Regions from separate parts of the Mus musculus genome. Here region 1 is linked to region 2. A link is a contact called in public HiCAR-type data. All regions are on one chromosome and are shown on one strand. Each heading gives the region's core, a stretch centred on a gene start, on an enhancer-like site or on the middle of the called end of the contact. The rest is flanking DNA. Distances are from core to core; before and after follow the strand shown. Region 1 holds the start of 4922502B01Rik (RIKEN cDNA 4922502B01 gene). Region 2 holds the start of Terf2 (telomeric repeat binding factor 2).

What was found. HiCAR-type assays count read pairs that join an accessible place to other places.
Region 1: a HiCAR-type map of astrocytes shows a contact between it and region 2, with 8 times the contacts expected there. The contact joins the promoter of 4922502B01Rik here to the promoter of Terf2 in region 2. A contact is called at or near these places in 1 of 39 promoter capture datasets (cranial neural crest) and 1 of 115 datasets of contacts at active chromatin or transcription factors (astrocytes).

The regions. Positions count from the first base shown.
Region 1 is chr8:109,248,334-109,251,033 of GRCm38.p6, reverse strand. It overlaps 4922502B01Rik (RIKEN cDNA 4922502B01 gene), which reads left to right and starts at 1,289. Exons shown (of 5, transcript NR_151498.1): 1 at 1,289-2,274. D030068K23Rik (RIKEN cDNA D030068K23 gene) reads right to left here. Exons shown (of 10, transcript NR_126329.1): 9 at 1,111-1,177.
Region 2 is chr8:107,095,254-107,097,953 of GRCm38.p6, reverse strand. It overlaps Terf2 (telomeric repeat binding factor 2), which reads left to right and starts at 1,406. Exons shown (of 10, transcript NM_001371065.1): 1 at 1,406-1,832; 2 at 1,930-2,025. The coding sequence starts at 1,445. It overlaps Mir7075 (microRNA 7075), which reads left to right and starts at 1,848; the gene lies at 1,848-1,929.

The DNA.
Region 1 (2,700 bases), core at 40-2,539, 2.2 Mb before region 2:
ACCCAAACTGTTTGTCCGTTGCCCATGCCAAGGGTGATGTGGGCATCTGTTGCAGCAGAAGGCACTTGTGTGGGCTATTTTTGTTTTTTCATTAATTTTTTTTTGAGAGGGCAAGCTACTGGCTTATTTGCTACTCAACTTCGTTTATAATTAACTTAAAAAAACAACAACAACAACACACCGTTCAGCCAAGTCAACAACAAAGAGGAAAGGCAGACATCGGAAGAGAAATGCCTGAGGAATCGGCATGAATGCATGCCACAGCCGGTACCACTTGCCATTCGGAAAACCTCAGGGAAAGATGCCAATTTTATAGCTCCGAAGAAGGCAGAGAAGGAAACATAAAGGTCTACAGATAGAAATTCTAAGGAAGGAATACTGCTTTCCCAATCCTGGATGGAAATGGCACACAGCCTCTGCTGAGAGAAAAGAGGGAATGTTTAAAAGGAGCTATCTAGATGGGTAGACGTGAAAACAGGCAACCATCGAGTGCATATAGAGATGTGTGTAAGGCTCTGCGTGTATACAAATACACAGACTCTCTGACAAACTGAATGCTTAGCTATGTATATATTTTCATGCTATAGGTATGGGTACGTATATAGGTGTATATGGTTTGCACTTACACGTGTGTGGGGTGGTGTATGCATGTCTGAGAAGTGGGAGAGGATGGCAGAGGAAAGACTGGGAGATCTGAGTATGTACTTGTATGTGTGTGTGTATGCATCCCACTCTCTAACCCAGGTACACACAGAAGACAAAATAAAAATCATACTGGAGCAGCAAGCAGGCAGCCAGAGATTTATCTACATTCGCTGCTATCACCGGGGAGATGAATGGGGTCGTCTGAAGCCCCTTTACAAGATCCACTATGGGAGTGGAGGAGGAGGAGGAGGAGGAGGAGGAGGAGGAGGAGGAGGGATGCCACACACACAAGTACAAACTTGAAGGCAGAGAGATTTGGAAGGGGCTACCAGGCAAACCCTGGTGGCATGATGCTGAGGAGCAGAAGGGAAAAGAGCCTTGTCTCTATGTTTTAGGTGCTTAAGGAAAAAAAAAAAAAAAAAAGACATCCTGCAAAAGGGTCTGAGGGAAGCGGCTGGTACTCACGGTTTCTGCGTTGCTGTGAATCCTGAAGGTGTTCTGTTGGCACCGGGCGCTGAGCCAGGGGCAGGCGCTGGAAACAAAAGGGAGACACACACACAAAAATTAAAGTCAATTCAATGGGAATATTAATTGCTGCTCTTGTGGATTTTACAAAACACACAAACTGTTTTCATTTTTGTTCTTTTTCTTTTTTTTTTTTTCTTTTAATTGTGGATTGGCGCGTGCCCCTTTCGCATGGAATATACAAGTAGTTTGGGATTTACAGTCCAGTTACGGGACTCAGGATTAACTGCGCTGGCATCTTTTGGGCATATCCTTCCTTTTAATGAATAAGCTTTCGCTGTTAATGAGGAATAATCGTTTGGCTAATGAGCTTTGAAACATTAAGAGAAAAGAGGTTTTTTCCCCCCGTTAATCGCTCTGGTGCGACTGCATGGATGGATTACAAAAGACAGCACTAGTGCAGTACAAAGGTTGGGGGAGCTCCTTGGGAGTGGGAGAAGCACCGAGTGGGAGATGTGCCCCTGCATCTCTTCTTCCTTCTCTCTTTCCCCTCTCTCTGCCAACTGCTATGGGTTTCCATAACTCCGCAATCGAAGTGGATGGTCGGGAAGGATTATTATACAGAGTAAAGCCTCCGCTGTTAATGTCTCCAGTGTTTAATCATCATACAGTAGGATGGTTTTATGCATATTTCATTTGCATATCATTAAACTACGTTAGCGAGGGGGCACCCAGAGCCGAGAGGAGCACAAAGTTGGGAAGACAGGGAAGGAAAAAGAGATTCCCTATGATGCTTATCTTCAAACGGGGGCTTGTTCCTTCCATGATGTGTCTTCTGCCTTTCTAAAATCATTATGACTTGGAAACCTTTGAAGTTGGATACAACCTTGGATTCCTCTAATTCCTGCAGAGCGGTATATTTTTAAGATCGGCAGCAATGTCCCTGCACTAGACAATTAAAGGAATATAAACTCCAGTGGGCTGAGACTAGTAGCTCTTTGGGGAACACAGTGGCAGGAGCTTCTACAAATACCAACACTTAAAAAAAATCATAATAAAGAACGTCATACCAAAAACAAAGAAAGAAGACAAGAGATTTTAACATGTGGATTATATTTGTTTTGTTTGGGGGGTAATAAGCTAAAGAGAGTGAAGAAGTCATTGGTAATTTATCCCCTCATTAATGAAGTCACCCTTTTTATTTGTGTTTGTTTTTGTCCTTTAATTGTGAAGACCGGTGCTGTCGCAGTTTTGAAGAGGTTAACCAGTTATTGTGTAGCTCTGATCTTTCCCCCACCCCACACCTGACAGAAAAGAAAGGTGGTGGTTCGGGGAGTTGTGAGTACTGGGGATGTCTGGGGGGAAGTGGGAAATACAGTGAGTTCTTTGTGGATCTTATACATGCTCAACATATTAATTGAGGGCTTTTAAAGTTCCCTCAATAGGCTATTTCATTCTTGGTAAACCAGCAGCTGGTTAGCCACTGTTGGTGACTCTTCAAATATCACTTTAACGATTTTTTATTCTGTTGCCGTCCATTTTTGTTTTGTCCGTAGCCAAGAAGGAGAATGTAATACCGCTCTTTCTTTA
Region 2 (2,700 bases), core at 157-2,656:
ACAGAACACTCTAACCACTCTAATGGCTGGACCCAGCCAGCCCTCACCCTACAGAGTAAAAAAACTCAAGCTCTGGACTTGAAAACTTGCCCTGCTCCACTCTCACCCCAAGAAACCCCACATAAACCCTGCCTTCTACTCAGTATCCAGCTGCCTCTCGCCTGAGCCTGAGTCTTCCTTCCTTCCCAGTAAATTTCTTGTGTGTGAGGTTTGTCGTATAGTGTGACTTTGTGATATTCCTTGGTTCTTGACTGCCAAGATACTTTCCCCTCAGAGCTATAACTTTTACACTGGGTGTAAAGACATGGACCACTGCACCAAACTTAAAAATCAGATTTTTTTTTTTTTTTGTAAACAAAAATAGATTGTCCAAGCATGCTCTGGATGAGTTCATGAAAAGCAATTGGAATCCAGGAGCAACAAGATAGATGGTTCAGTGGATAAAGATGCTTGCCAGAGACTAAGCCAGATGACCTGATTTCAGTCCCTAGGATCCACATAATGAAAGGCAAAAACCAACTTCTAAAAGTTATCCTTGGATCTCTGTGTATACACACACACACACACACACACACACACACACACACACAATTTGTTGAACCCTGAGCTACAGGAACCAGAAATAGTAACTCAGTTCATTTTAATACAATCCTCACGATGTCCACTTGACAGAAAGGGGCACAGGTACACAAACGGAGAAGTAACTTGTTCAAGGTTTACACAATAAGAAGCAGACCTGTCAGGATATCAAGGCAGATAGTTTAGCTCCTGTTAAGTAAGGCAAACAGGCTGGAATCACCAAGCAGCTTGGATTACCATAGCTAGGATTGCTTTAGAGAGTGGCTCCAAAGCCATGTTGTGGATGGGCTCTGACATGAGTTCAAAACTAGCCTGGGTAACTTTGCAGGGCCTGTCTTAGAATACATTTTTACTAGGTGGCTGGGGACAGTGCACGGTTGATAAAGTGCTTGCTCTAGAATGGCGAGGACCTCCGTTGATTCCCAGAACAAACCTATGTTTTAAAAAGAAAAAAAGTAAAAAAAAAAAAAAAAAAAAAAAAGGCTGGCCATGTTGGCACTATCTCAGCACTGCAACACAGAGGCAGAGTTCTATGTCTTGAGTTCCAAGCCAACCAGGGATACACAGTGAGACTCTGTGTCAAAACAAAACAAAGTAATTTCTTTCTACTGTACTGCTTTTCACAATTTGCGAAATGTCTAACATTATGCACGCGCTTATTTTTCATATTCTTTACACTGTCCCAAGTCTGCAGCGTAGTCTTCAAAATAGCGCGCCTGGCTGGGCTGTGTGGACTCCAATCCCCAGCAAGCATTGCAGCAGACACAAGAGGAACTACGGATGCCGAGGAGGTGGGTAGACCCCCCGCCGCCTCGGTCCTTTCCCTCCCAGAAGCCCGCGGGCGGCTCGGAACCCCGTCGGTATCATGGCTGCGGGAGCCGGGACAGCGGGCCCTGCTTCCGGCCCGGGCGTTGTGCGTGACCCGATGGCGTCACAGCCAAGGAAACGGCCCAGTCGGGAGGGCGGGGAGGGCGGGGAGGGCGAGCGGCGGTCGAACACGATGGCGGGAGGAGGCGGGAGCAGCGATAGCAGCGGGCGGGCGGCGAGCCGACGGGCATCGCGCAGCGGCGGGCGGGCTCGACGGGGGCGACACGAGCCAGGGTTGGGAGGCGCGGCCGAGCGGGGCGCGGGGGAAGCTCGCCTGGAGGAGGCGGTCAACCGCTGGGTGCTCAAGTTCTATTTCCACGAGGCGCTGCGGGCCTTTCGGAGTAGCCGGTACCGGGACTTCAGGCAGATCCGGGACATCATGCAGGGTGAGAGCCGGCTCGGGCCGCGGGGAGGAGGACATGGTTTTGGGGGGCATGACTTGGGGTCCGGGGCTCGCGGAGCCAACCATGTCTTCTTTCCCAGCGTTGCTTGTCAGGCCCTTGGGGAAGGAGCATACGGTGTCCCGGTTGCTGCGGGTTATGCAGTGTCTGTCGCGCATTGAAGAAGGAGAAAATTTAGGTACGGCTATTTTTTGTGTGTTCTTTTCTGGGCTTACTTACGTAGGGTTTTGTTATTTTCAAACTTAACATCCGGAACTGAAAGATTCCGGGTTAAAGTGCACTACTGGTTCCACCGCGGAGGGCTTTTTCATTCAACAGTGGTTGAATTCTCTAATTCCGGTTTTCTCCAGTTAAAGTTTCTTGGCTGTCTTTTGTTTTGTTTTCTCCCACCTGTTAATTGCACACCCATTTTTATTGCTACAAGTAAGTTACGTCAATAAGGACACATCTTTCTCCCTCTTCCTCCAAATAGTAAAGTGGGAACACTCTCCCATCCACACACAAGTTGAACTTGGCAGCTACTTAACAAACTCTCTTCATTGTTGGCCCCTTGTATCTGAGGAAGTTGTGTTATTCTGGATTTTGGAGGCAAACATATATGTTATAATTGAGCTGTATTAAAAAGTATTGAAAGATAGTCACTTAAAATACGTTGAAGCCAGCCGGGCAGTGGTAGTGCACACCTTTAATCCCAGCATTTGGGAGGCAGAGGCAGGTGGATTTCTGAGTTCGAGGCCAGCCTGGGCTACAGATCCAGTTTCAGGACAGCCAAGGCTACACAGAGAAACCCTGTCTTGAAAAACAAAAAAGAAATATGTTGATTGGAATTTGAACCATATATCAAGGACATAAA